2 separate regions of the Mus musculus genome follow, and region 1 is linked to region 2. The links are chromatin contacts, called in public Hi-C maps. All regions are on one chromosome and are shown on one strand. Each heading gives the region's core, a stretch centred on a gene start, on an enhancer-like site or on the middle of the called end of the contact. The rest is flanking DNA. Distances are from core to core; before and after follow the strand shown.

Region 1 (6,252 bases), core at 1,134-3,633, 140 kb before region 2:
AAAATCCTCCAAGATTTAAGTGAATGGAGGCCCAAAACGAAGAATGACCTTGAATTTAGAATCGTACTTGAAGCTAATTCTTAATTCAGGTGGAGTATTGTGAAGTGTTCTAATAGAACAAAGGCTCATGAGTCCCACTGGGGAACCTATCAAGAGGCAGAACTGGGCTTTGATCCTCAGACTTTCCCTAGCTCTGAGTTCTGAGAGTTAACTCGAGTAAGGAAGAGCAAGCAGGTGTGTAGGACAGTTGTGGCTTCTGAGGTCCTTTGATCCCCCGTGCCGCTGCTTCTGGCTGTGGACTTGCTTCGTGGTGCTTTGAAAGAGTCTCAGCCACCTCCTCTCACTGTGTGATTTGGTGCTTTGAAAGAGTGACGCCACCTCCTCTCACTGTGTGATTTGGTTTAAAGCGCGTGCCTTCAAATGACCACTTTTGAGATGTCACACTACTTTGTAGCCAATGTTTTCAGACAGATTACGATGAGAGTGTCATAACCCAGACTTGGATTTGGTCTCCCCAGCCCGATTTTTTGCCAACCTGCTTCACTGGATGGAAATCACGCTGGTAAGCAAAGAACACAAGCTGGGTGCTTTTCCCTCCCTCCTTGCTCTTAATTCTGGTGTCCTAGGAACCACACGAGCAGTAGGCTTATCTACAAGACTCTGAATGTGAAAAGGCAATACCTCATGTGTCAGAGATTACTGTAGACCCTTCAAGGTCATTGGCTAATTGGAAATAGCCCTGAGGGGTCACATACATCTTTTAACTTTTTTAACAGGGAGATGGACTTGGGAAGCTTCTGGGTGAAGCAGATTGAATCTTGGTGACAGTGGATACATTTTCATAGTATTCATTGAATTTGATAGGCACTCTAAGGAGACGTCACAGTGAACGGCAGGGGAAATGGTGCAAAGATGGCATCAACTAGAGTGAAAGAATTGAACCAGGGATGGGGTGGGGCCAACATCTGTAACCCCAGCACAGCAGAGATTATCACAGAGAGTCAGGAGTGCATGGCCAGCCTTCCTTGGCTGCACAATGAATTTAGAAGCCAGTCTATGTTACCTGAGACCCTGTCTGGACTGGGTAGATGACACAGTTGGTGGAGTGCTTACCACACAAGCATGTGGACCTGAGTTCCAATCCCCAGAACCCGTGTTTTTATTAATAAACTAATAATAATAATAATAATAATAATAATAATAATAATAATAATAATAAAAGCTAAGCATGGTGGTATGGTATACGGCTGTAATCCCAGCTCCTGGCAGGCAGAGGTGATCAGATCCTGAGGATTATTGACCAGTCAGCTCACCCAAATCAGTGAGTTCCAAGTTCATGAAAGACCCTGTCTCAAGAAAAGAGAGAGAACAATAGAGGAAGACACCCAAGGTGGCTATCTGGTACGCATAGACCTGGACGTTCACACAAATAGACCACATTCACACATGTGAACATAGATGCATACATGCATGCACAAGGAGCTTGTGAAGGTTTTCTGGTAACCTTAGTTTTCTGCTCGCTTCTTAAACATTCCTATTTCAGAATCCAGTCAGCGAGCGTCGCAGCTAAGTGGTTTTCAAAACATGGCTTTCCCAAGCATTATTGTTAGAGACAATCCTTGTATACAAAGGTGCTGAGGGAAAAAAAAAAAAATAACAGGTAAAGATAGGATCTATTGAGGAGTTGGTTTGAGGAGGTACAGGGTCCCCCGCCCCCCATTTTCAGCCATAACTTCTGAGGTTTGGGGGGTTAAGGGTGGGGTGGGGAGGCATCTTCTGTTTCACCTGTACACAACAGGGAAAGGGAGGGGGTGGGGTGAGAATGAAGGCTACTGAAGGCTCTCATGTAATGTTTTGTTCCTTGGTGATGGAGATGGAGGCCAAGGCTATCTTCCTGCTTAGTGCAGCCCACCCTGGAGCTGCACCCTCACCCCAAGACATCAAAAGGCCTTCACACTTAGAGAACCCATCTGTTGCTGAACAAGAAGAAAAGCAGGACTCCAGTCTTTTATCATGAACATAATTAGAAGAGAAGTTATTAGGACCTCAGTTTCCCATAAATGTAAATCTGGATACATCCAATGTAATACTTTATTCCAGAAGAAGATTAACTCCTTATTACCCAGAGAGCTCTGCTCTGCCAGGGTGAACTCCTGTGAGGCTCTGGTCATCTTGCTAGGAAGACTGTCTTGTAATTTCCACATGGTCTCCAGCATCTTATGTTTTCTGTGGAAAGATAAAAGGCATTGCACCTAGTGAAGGTGTGTTTGTGTCTAAGAAAACATTATCCATGCAAACTCATATTCATCCATGTCTGGGCCTCCCCAGCCTATCCATGCAGCCAGCTCCCATCAATCCTGCAGTGCCGTTGGCAACATTACAAAGGACTGACTGTCCTCTAAAATCATTTCTTGGGGTAATTTATTTTTACTTCTGTGTACCACACTGAGTTATTTGTGTAGCATTCTGAGACTTTTTTATCATTATTATTATTTTCTGGGTGATTGGAGCAAAGAGAAAGTTCCTGGGCTTCTGAGCCTTACAAAATCATTTAGCTTTGCACAAGGAAGTGGACTCAAAAGTGCAAGCAGGCCCCTCTGCCCTGGACAGATGCCCAGAACTGGCACTGAATGGTTAGTATCTAGATCTCATTCAGGCATGGCAGATGGCCTTACTGTAAACCCAGTGGTATCAGTAGCCTAGAGCCTGCTCTTGCCAGCCTGTGTTTCTTGGGAGCGTTCCATTTCCTACCGTTCCCAGAACTTCCTTCGGTATTCCCATCCCCCCAACATCCTCAGACGAACCTTTCCTCCTGCCACTCATAGGGTGACATCCTATGAACCTAACTCATCCCCCAGTCACTCCCAGACAGAAATGCTCTTCCTTCCCCTTTCCAGCTTCCCTGCTCTGTCCACTGGGTCTCTGTAGCCATCATCCTGTTGGAAAGGAAGATGGATCCTTCTACTCTCCAAAGAACAGTCTGAGTGCTATTCTCCCATCCATTCCAACCCCCACTCCATGGCCCCATCTTTCTTGACCTCAGCCTTCATCCCTATCTGCATCTTTCCTCTCCCAATTGGCCTTGCTGTTTGTCCCTCCCATCCGAGAATCCCGTCCTTGCTTTAAACTCTCCGGCAGCTGTCAGGGTTTGTATCTCAGGACTGCACTCTGCAAGATGTTCCCTGCTTTGCTGAGGCTGTTCCCTCAGGGCCCATGCCCTCCATGGTGCTGTCTCAGAGTTTGTGAGGCATGTGCCCAGGTCCCCTTCTCCTTTTCAATGTCTTCCTTCCTGTCCTGATGCCGTTTCAAGCTTTCTCTTGCTTTTCCTTCTCTCTCTGGCCATTATTCTACCCGTTCAGAATCTCAATAGGCTTTGTCTTGGGCCCCTTCTTTTCTGGACCCCCTCTCTAGAGGACTCTCAATCACACATCTGGCTTCAGGTGAAATCTACCTGCTGACAGTATTTACATTTCTGTCTCCACACACATTCTTTTCCAAATGTTGGGCTCATGCCCCCGCTGTCTCAACTTTGTTGCAGAAGAGGTTCAAGTACAGTATGGCAAGATCCAAACTCCTCATGTACATCTTACATGAAATTCTTTCTTTGTGTTCCCTCCCCTCCTCTACTTTCTTTAAAGGGAGGAACACAAGCTGATTGAGAACATTTGCATGGCTAACACTTTTCCCTGTCACTCTCTGAATCCTGTTGGTTTGGTTTAATTATTTATGGAGTGCCTTCAATCTTCTATAGTTCCTGTGATATCTTCCTAGGTCAACCACTAAGATCTCTTGTCTGGACCATCCCTGTAACCTCCTATTGGCTTCCTCTGTCCTCTTGGGTAACCTTTGATAGGCATCATCCCTGTATCCATGGTGATGAGAGGTCAACTGGAACACCACAGTCATTTCCATTCCATGCATCTGTATCAGGCTTACAAACTGGTCAGGTCCAGAATCCTAAGAGCTCCTCTTGGCTTTGCACAAGCCGGTTCTGTCCAGCAGCTGATCGGCTACTCAGTGATCAGTGGTGGATCTAGGCATGTGGTGCACTCTGTGCTCTTTCTGGCTCCACAGCCTGTGCGTCGAGCATCCCAGTCTTCCCTGGGATTCACAGACCGACCCTTTGTTCATGACACCATACTCATTGTGCCCTTGGTTTCCCAAGAACTTTCCTCAGTAGACAACATTGTATTTCTTCTAGTGATTTAGTATTTGTCCCATGATTAGTCTTAGGGTTTTTTTTAGTTTTTTGTTTGTTTGTTTGTTTGTTTGTTTGTTTTTTGGTCTGCCTGCAAAATGAGCAACACACAGGGGGCTTTTCAGCATACGTCACTACTTCTTTCTCCATGTTCAGAGCAAAAGCACTTGGGCAAGAATTATGAGCCCTGAGCTAATCCACATTTTCCATGGAACACCATTTTTTACTTGAAAGAAAGACTTGCGCAAAAGAATGTAGTTACTCACACATGAGCACTGTTCTCTGTCCTCTCTCACCAAGGCAAAGGTCACAATACATCACTGAGGGAAGTCAGGGCAGGAACTTCAACTGGAAACCATAGAGGAATGACTTTCCTGACAGCTTGCTCACTTGACAGACTGATACTCAGCTAACTTTCTTAGACAGCCAAAGACCACCTGCCTAGGAATGGTTCTGCCTGCAATTAGCAGTCAAGACAATCCCCCACAGACATTCCCGTAGGCCAGTCTGACCTGGTCAATCCCTCAACTGAGATTCTCTTCTCTAAAGACTGAAGCCTGTGTCAAAGTAGCAGTTCAAACTAACTGGAGCACTTACTGTGTAGAGATTTTTCTCTAAACAGAATGCAGTAGAACCTAGAACTCTAAGCCAGTGGTAGGATTTACTGCCAATGATGGTAGGATTTACTGCCAGTGATAAAATTGAGCTTATAAGCAAACATTTGAATTGTAAAACTTGTATCCACCCCCCAGGAAGTTGGCTCTGTCTCAAAACCTATACTTGTCTAAAGGAATCAGTAGGGTAGTAAAGGAATTTTTTTGACGCTGCAAAATGAAATACATCAACCTTCAGGAGAGTTGTGAAACTCAGTGAACTAATATTTTCCAAGTGATTAGTTTATGGTATCATAAACTTCTGCAGGTAAAATCCATTTGATATGAGAGGCAGAGCAACATGGTCTAGTATATTGAAGTGTGCCAAGTACATCCATCTGGTTCCAGATTCCACCTTACAGGTAGCCTTAACACCCTAGCACTTCTGTAGTTCAGGGGTAGAATTTGAAGTGTCCTCAGTTATCTAAAGGGATTATTAAAACGTTGCTCACTCTGACAACTGCATGACTGTGTTATATTTCAATCATATGGTCCATAGGTCAGAGGCTTGCATATATCAAAGCTAATGGAAAAGTATCACTCAGGTACATGGTCTCTAAAATTTATTTAAAGGCAAGTGACCAAGAGCAAACAAAGCCCTTGGAGGGTTATTTCACATTTTCCCCTCAAAGAGACTTTGCAAATACATTGACATCCATGCTACTTTTCCTGCTTTGAGAGGGCAGGGAAAACATAATGGTTTTTTGTTCTTAATCAAATTGTGTCTTTTAATGAGAAAACTGTGGGACAGCCGGGGAAAATAGAGGCAAATCCTTAATTAGGGACCCTGGGGTTGCGTGGTCAGATTGAGGTGGGTGTAGCAGTAAGAACAGTGTCTTGTGTGTTGGCAGTGCATCACAGCAGGCCCAGGCCATGCATAGTCTAGCCACGCAGAAAGGTAGGAAGCTGTGTTCAGATGCAGAAAGAATGAAGGCAGAGTTTGAATAGGCAAGAGAGAACAGGACAGAAAAGATGTCTGAAGAGATTAGAAAAAGAAGAACCTTAGCGTTTGCAACTAGAGTATTTTAGTCTCGCACTCAGCCCTGTGGCTTGGTGATAGTACACAACTGTGAACCCAGTGAGGACCCATTCTGCTGTGGAGGCCTCCTTGGATAAAGTAAGGTGCTTTTTCCAAAGCTGGATTTCCTGGGATGGTCTTGCTGCCTGCAGGCTAATAGACTAAGTTTCAGACAGGTCTTGCTGGACATCCACTCTCTAGATCACCCAGCCAGATGGTGTCTGCACAGGCCTTTCCCACCAGCTAGTGGATACGTGTCAAAATTGCCCTAAATGTTGTTAGACATGGGGGCCCACAATATCTCTCCTGGCAAAGATTTACAGGTGGTTTTAACTACTTGTTTTGGGGGCTGGGGAGAGCTATTTTCTTCAGTGGTGTAACTA
Region 2 (7,188 bases), core at 1,111-3,610:
AGAAACAAGGTCCTGGAGGGTGGGGTGGCTGCCTGGGGATGAGCCATCACGCTGAGGGGACAAGAATAGGAGCTGAGTGCCTCACTCTGGCCAGTTGTGAGGTGTGAGACCTTGTCAAAAAAAAAAAGAAAGAAAGAAAGAAAGAAAGAAAGAAAGAAAGAAAGAAAGAAAGAAAGAAAGAAAGAAAGAAAGGAAGGGAGGAAGACACAAAAAGAGAGAGAGAAGAAAAACAGAAAAGGAAAGATTATTATTTAGACAGCAATCTAATTCTTTTTTTAAAGATTTATTTATTAATTACATGAAGTACACTGTATCTGTCTTCAGACATACCAGAAGAGGGAATCAGATCTCATTACAGATGGTTGTGAGCCACCATGTGGTTGCTGAGATTTGAATTTAGGACCTCTGAAAGAGCAGGCAGTGCTCTTAACCACTGAGCCATCTCTCTAGCCCTAATTCTTCTTACCTCTTAAGAAAGGGTTGTATGTTATCGCAGACAGGACTTTGACTATAACTGCATAGCACAGTAATGGAGGGGGCAAGGGTTTTGCTTCCCACATTTCTGTCCCCAGGATGACAACACCTGCAACCTTATCCACTAATAGCCTGTAGACTTTGCAATTACCGTCATTGTCTCCCCACCCGCCTATGTCACCCCCCACTCCCACAAGGGCAATTGCCTCATGTAATTCCAGCATTTCCAGTCCTCAAAGGCTTCCATGGAGAGTCAAAAAAATAGTGACCTTGAGGGCAGGAATGAATGTTCCAGGAGACAGAGGGAATCCGGAAGTTGGTTTCATATTTCCCTGGGTCTGCAAATGTTGTGCCCACCTGCAGGGGGAAAATACATAGCTTACCCTGGCTCTGGGCAAAGGCTCTCCCCTTGAGCCTTTATCGTACCAAAACCAGATGCCAGAGCTGGTGACCGCTTATAGCCTCGGACCTCAGATTTCTTTAATAAAATTCTATTGAGTTTTAATACGCTAGTGAAAAATAAATAAATAAAACCCAGGGGCTGGTGTTGATACCAACAGACCAAGTCATTTTCTGTAGCTAAATTGAAAACATAAAAAATGATTTGCTAAAATAAATGCCTGTCTCCCTGCCCCCCACCCCAAAATAGAATTGAACTGAAGATACTACAAAATAACATGAGCAAGCCCTGGGGTCCATCCCACCACAATCCCAAGAAAGGGCAGCTCTCTGAGGGAAAGCATACATGTATGCATGATGGGAGAAGAGATGGATTGGGGAAGGGGAGGGTACACTTGAGGTTTGGGTTGTATTTCTGTGGAACTTGGGTCTCAGTTAATTGGCTTCCCCCACACACACACATTTTGTGGCTGCTTGCGATACTGCTGGCACCATTTACACAAATGCGGCTTCTTCTCCCTTCTCCCAATCCAACTTCCTCAGAAAAATGGACTTTGGTCCCAAAGATTGTCTCCTTGGTATCTAGGAAGTACCTCGGGCTTTGGGTGTGGAGGGCTACATGCTCATTGAAGGGAGGTCCGGAAGACTCTGGCTAGTGTCAAATTCACATACCTTCCAAGACCCCCAGGATGACAATATGTGTCCCCTCCCAGAACATAAGCCCGATACCATGCTTAGTTGATAGACCGTGATGGTGGCACAGAAAGCACCAGATCCTTGGGGATGCCTGTCAGCATGTCCCCTGGTCTCTCAGATTCTGCTGACAGACAGGCAGCTGGCAAAATCCAGACCAGTTTATTTAATCATTTACTAATTTTTAGGTGGTGGGTGGAGGAGGGGATGTCAGATAGACCCTTGCTAGGATAGCACAAACTAGCCCTGAATTCACCATACATGAACACTAGCCAGGCTGGCCTTGAACACTAGATCCTCTTGCCTTAAGCTCCTGAGTGCTGAGACTGAAGGTGTGAAGCACTGCACCCAGCTAGCCCAGTGTGTGGTTGTTGTTGTTTAACTTCAGTACAAATTATGTCAGCTCTCATATTTCAAAGAGAACATGTTGATGCCAAGACGGGCATCATTTTAATTTCTAGCAATCTTGGCCACACAGCTTAGGAAACTGTTTTTCCCGTGACAAACAACATGCATACCAAAGTGTGAAGCCCTCAGAAAACCCCTGGTGCTTCAGGACAGACTGCAAACACTACCAGTGTCTAGACATGAGCCAGCTCCATCATCACGGGGCCTCCCTGGAGCGTCCTCCTCTAGCCAAGAGGCAGCCACAGGCCTGCTCAGCCCTACCCTTGCTCTAACCACCAGGCATCTCTCTGGTTAATGGCAGCAGGCCGTCATCTCACTGGGCCAGGGCAGCAGCAGGCCATAACATTCCGGCTCCAGCCAAGGGCATCAGGCAGCAGAGCGGCCAGAGTAACTGGGATTTGTTGTTTGTTTTATAGGCCAAAGCCGTAAGACTTTATCTGACTGCCTCTTCTATTAATAGCAGCTAACAGTCTAGGACTCAGAGGAAAAAAATTGTTTTTAAATAACATTGGTGGAACGTCAGTTGACAGCATCGTAAAGGGAGCAGTTTGGCGCGTGGCTCCAGAAGAAATAAGCCTATGACAGGGAAAGATAATAGAAATGTCAGCTTTCTGTTGTTAAAGGACAGAGGAAGGGTGCTCAGAGGGGAATGTCAGGAGACAGCTATATAAACATGATTTTGTTCCTCCTTCCTCACAAAGTTCATTCTCCATGGTATAAATATGACATCTCTCAGCCCTGTGTTGGCTTACCAACCTTACAGCTGGCCTTCCGGAAGAAACCCTCAAAACTCCTAAATCAACATATCCCATGCCCTCATCCCAGAGGCTGCTACTATTTGCAAATGCTTGTCTGTGTGCCCAAAACACACAGGCATATATACATCTGTAGACACACGTTGTCTATGTGTGTCTACATAATGTGTACGTGTGCACACACATATAATGTGTTATAAACCCATTCTGCAGACTGAACTTAATTTAAGACAGAGATGTGGGCTCACCAATCCAAGTTTAGACAGAATCCTTGCTTAAGGTGCCTGTCTCCCAGTGGGTGAAGGACAGACAGAGAAAACCCCACAGCAGGCACCAAAGCTACACAGACAGCGAGGCTTCTCATCAGGCCAAGACAGCAGCCCAATAAAGGACAGGCTGTTGGGTATTTGAAAGAGACAATAAAGCTCCCAGAATCCCAAAGCTGGGCACTCTGGGTTCTACCCCAACTCCATCTTGCTGTATAACACCTCAGTTGTTTTCCTGAACTCATTTTCCATTCTCTAAGTTCACACATGGAGCCATGGTCTAATAAAGTCCTCTGTTGACTGGGCCCCACTTTTTTCCCTCCCTGCAGCTCAGCCAAAGGCCCACAGTGGAAGAACTCCGGGAGAGGAAGATCCTTATCCGCTTCAGTGACTACGTGGAAGTGGCAGATGCCCAAGACTATGACCGAAGGGCAGACAAGCCATGGACCCGCCTCACCGCTGCAGACAAAGTAAGCAGAGGCCAGGAGAAAGGGAGGCAGGCGTAACCTGTAAGGAGAGCAGGGGCCCTGCCTCAGCCCCACCTTAAAGGCGCCGCATCCTTTAAGCTGCTCACAAAAGCCATCCAGGTGACCTGTTGCAAAACCTCCCAGTCTGTTCTTCATGTGGAGAACACAGAACAAACACAGTAGTGTGCCTACTTCCCAGGAGGAGGAAGGACAGTATCTTGGTCTATTTGCTGTAACAGAACATTTGAGGCCTCATTTTTTTTTTTTTCTGGAATCCAAAAAACCTGAAGTCAGGCAGCCTTGCCTGGGGAGAAGCTCACTCTTTAACCTAATCCTGTCCTCTGATAAAGTCACGGTCCCTCTTAACAACCGATTACCCCTGAAAAGCTCCACCACCACTCTGTACGGTGGCATCGAGAAATACAGGTTTGACCCAAGATTCTTCAGGTCAGCCCCATAGCATGTCAGGGGAACTGTGCCCAGAAAGACAGAATGACACAGGACTAGGCACAGAGCCATTCTTAACATGAGCCGACAGTCTTATCACTGGCTCTCTGTGTCTCGATACTTTCCCAGGCACTCAGTGAGATAATTGCAAAAGGGATTTGACATCAAAGTCACTGTGTGGGCCATCTGTAGTGCCACAGGATGCATAGGGTGCAGAGAGCCTCATAAAGCATGGCTAGCTCCATTAGACCCTCACGGTGTTCCCAAAGAAGGGAAGTCATGGAAGCTTTGAAAGAGCACCCCAGGTGACAGATTTTTTTTGTATCCACTATATAGTTGTGTGGAAGAACAAAAATACTGTTAGACATGGCAAACAGGCAGGCCCTCCCACCTCTTCTGACCAGCTGCTATTATTCTTCCAGGCTGCCATTCGGAAGGAACTCAATGAGTTTAAAAGTACCGAGATGGAAGTCCACGAGTTAAGTAGACACTTAACCAGGTTAGTTCTGACGACGTCCCGCTCCTATGTCTTAGTACCACATGATGATGTCTGTTTTCCCGTTTGTGACCTCACTTTATTTTTTTGTTTGAGACATAGCTGACCTGGTTCTCACTACATAGCCCAGACTGGCCAGGAACTTACAGCAATCCTCCTGCCTCAGCCTCCTGGGGTGCTAGCTATGTCATGCCCACAGCTATGTCAATATTTACTTTCAAGTAAACGATCTTTCGTCCTGGACTACCAAGTGTTTTTGTTTCTAAGATGAGAGAAGATAAGACAGAGATGGACATTCAAGGTCTACTTTTTAAGTTAATAAAGTAAGAGCAATGAGCCTGGTGGGGGGAGGGGCACACACTGTTAGTTCCAGCACTGGAGAGGAAGAGGTTTGGCCAAGTTTGTAGCCAACCTGGTTTACAGAGTAAATTGCAAGCTCCACAGTGGAACTGTAACATAACAAAAAAAGAAGTTTGAAAAAAAAAAAAAAACAAAGCCTCGGGCAAAGAAAGTTAAGACTGCTGAAGGCCCAAGCCAAAAGTCACCCTCTGCTTTTTAGTTCACTCAAAAGTCAACTCTGACAAGTGTTGGACAACCCCAAAATGAGTTTTTATAAAAACCGAAGCCAGAGAGATAAGGGTGCTGCCAACATCCAATCTGCAGAGACCAAGCCTGGGCAGAATGCCAAAGTAGCACACGGGACCACTAAAGAGCATTCTGTCACCCTGTGCTCTTCTACCAAGCATTCCCTTCTAATGTCACCTGGGAAAAATGAGCCACAGAAGGAAACAGCTACATGGCATGTGTACATGACGAGTTAGAGACTAAGCCTCTGGCTTTTCTAATCACTCCTTTGGAGAACATGTGCAGAAATAGGGGTAATCGATGTCCGACTCAGACACACGGTTAGGAGCTCCATCTTGCTGCCATTCAGGAGTCCCAGTGCAGCCACCCAGGTTGGACCTCCAAAGACTCCAAACTAAACCCTCTTAGGTCTCTAGATGAGTTCTGTGGAGTTTGAGAACTTGGGGTACCCCTCTGTGTTTGTGTCATGGGTGGGAAGTCACACCGGCATCACTGTCACAGCCCGGGTATCTGAGAATGGGAAAACACTGTTGTGGGGTCTGGGCCTCTGACATCCCCTGAGCCTTGACAACGTTTCTTGTTCCCCAGGTTTCATCGACCTTAACAGTGGGATTACTCTTGAGTGCTCTGCTGTCTTCAAAACATAAATTTCTAAGAACCATAAGTGCTGGCGTCTGTCCACTTCCCCGTTACCATGTAAATCCGAACTGCCTTTTTTTAAAAAAGAGAGAAAGAAAGAGAGAAAGAAAGAAAGAAAGAAAGAAAGAAAGAAAGAAAGAAAGAAAGAAAGAAAGGAAAAAGGAAGAAGAAAGGAAAGGAAACACAGCCAGGATTCTGTGTGCAGGAACACCATGGTGAGCACTCCTCAGCATTGCTGGCACCACTTCTGCTACAGAAAGGTGACCCGGCCCCCCGAGACAGGGACCTACCTGAGGATTGTCCAGAAACCGCCTTGTCCCCTCCATCCAGACCCAGCAAGCACCACATTGGTTCAGTCTTCGGTGAACCCCTTCCTCACAAGGGACTGTTGCCTGAGTCCAAAGAAGCCCAGGGCTTGACATGGGAATGGCTAGGGTGACAGTCATAATCCAACTGTCCTTCTAGACGTGGTCAGACACATGGGCTCCAGATGGGGCATCTGCTTTGGGGGCCCTTGGGAAGGGGGTGACGACCTCTCAGTCTCCTCCACACATACACAGGCACACCCACGCACGAACATGTGCACACACAAACACACATGCTTTCTCTTCAGATTTGTCCTGGAGGAGCCTGTGTTGGCACTTCAGTCATACCCATGTGTGCTGTGGGCATAGGAGGCTAAACCTGAGCGTCCACTTTGACCCCCATCCCAAACTGAACTGCCTTCCAGAAGACTCTGGTAGGGATAGTAGACATCTGCTCAGTTCACATTCATTGACCAGTTTGTGTTCACAAAGCCCAGGGCAATGGGTGATCTAATGCTTTAATGCCCTTGCCAAGGTTCCCTGTGATATTCATGAGTGTGAACTGACCAGGGAGCCATCAACCCCATGGGCCACAGTTTTCTTTGACCCTGTAGCACACCTGGGCCAGTGGTGATGTGGCTTGGTAGTTGATAGCTTCTGAGTACCAGTGTATGGAGGCCAGTGCAGGGGACCAATATCCCACTGTCATTCCAGAGCCTTCCACTCTTCTGTCTTTGCAACTGAAGAGTTTCTGCAGAGAGATGCACATCTCAGCAGGGCTAGCACTGGGTCAAACTTTGCTAGCCATGACTACCTGTAGTGTCCCTTACTGCCCCACTTACCCAGAGAGACCCTGCTCTCTCTCTCTCTCTCTCTCTCTCTCTCTCAGAATATGCCTCCAGGCACCCTGTTGACAGGGCCCCCTAAAGGTTGAGTGTGTACTGAGGGAAGGGCACCCTAGATCCTAAGGCGGTCTTCTACAGGGCTGTTTTTCTCCCTAACCAAGCTCACAGACCCTTGGGTGCAAGGTTTCTGCCGCAACCCCCGTGGTGTGCCCAGCTTTCGGAGTCACTACGGTGTCACTAAGTAACACACCTGGCATTTAGAAAGATGCCAGCTGGCTAGCCTGACCAACCACAAAGGAGTTATCCCCTTGTCAAACTGGTTGGGACCATGGTACTTTTAGGATACAGCCGAAACAAGGCCATTCAATTCTCCGGAGCGTTAATGGCTCCGTGACCAGTTGCTAACCCA

What was found. A called contact is a pair of places that touch in the nucleus more often than the background predicts.
Region 1: a Hi-C map of uterus shows a contact between it and region 2, with 2.8 times the contacts expected there. The contact joins two enhancer-like sites. A contact is called at or near these places in 4 of 484 Hi-C or Micro-C datasets (the N1E-115 cell line and uterus) and 2 of 9 other capture datasets (adipose tissue and pancreatic islet).

Annotation. Positions count from the first base shown.
Region 1 is chr13:42,985,733-42,991,984 of GRCm38.p6, forward strand. The region is part of intron 4 of Phactr1 (phosphatase and actin regulator 1); the gene reads left to right. Among named protein-coding and RNA genes, the nearest start is that of Gm52053, 24 kb to the right of the region's middle. Within about 2 kb of position 2,384, at least 30 of the 459 cell types and tissues checked have an H3K27ac peak or open chromatin away from gene starts, as enhancers often do. A contact at or near this core is called in uterus, where this site is marked.
Region 2 is chr13:43,129,596-43,136,783 of GRCm38.p6, forward strand. It overlaps Phactr1 (phosphatase and actin regulator 1), which reads left to right. Exons shown (of 14, transcript NM_001302635.1): 12 at 3,325-3,465; 13 at 4,332-4,408; 14 at 5,579-7,188. The coding sequence ends at 5,594. Among named protein-coding and RNA genes, the nearest start is that of Gm15813, 11 kb to the left of the region's middle. Within about 2 kb of position 2,361, at least 36 of the 459 cell types and tissues checked have an H3K27ac peak or open chromatin away from gene starts, as enhancers often do. A contact at or near this core is called in uterus, where this site is marked.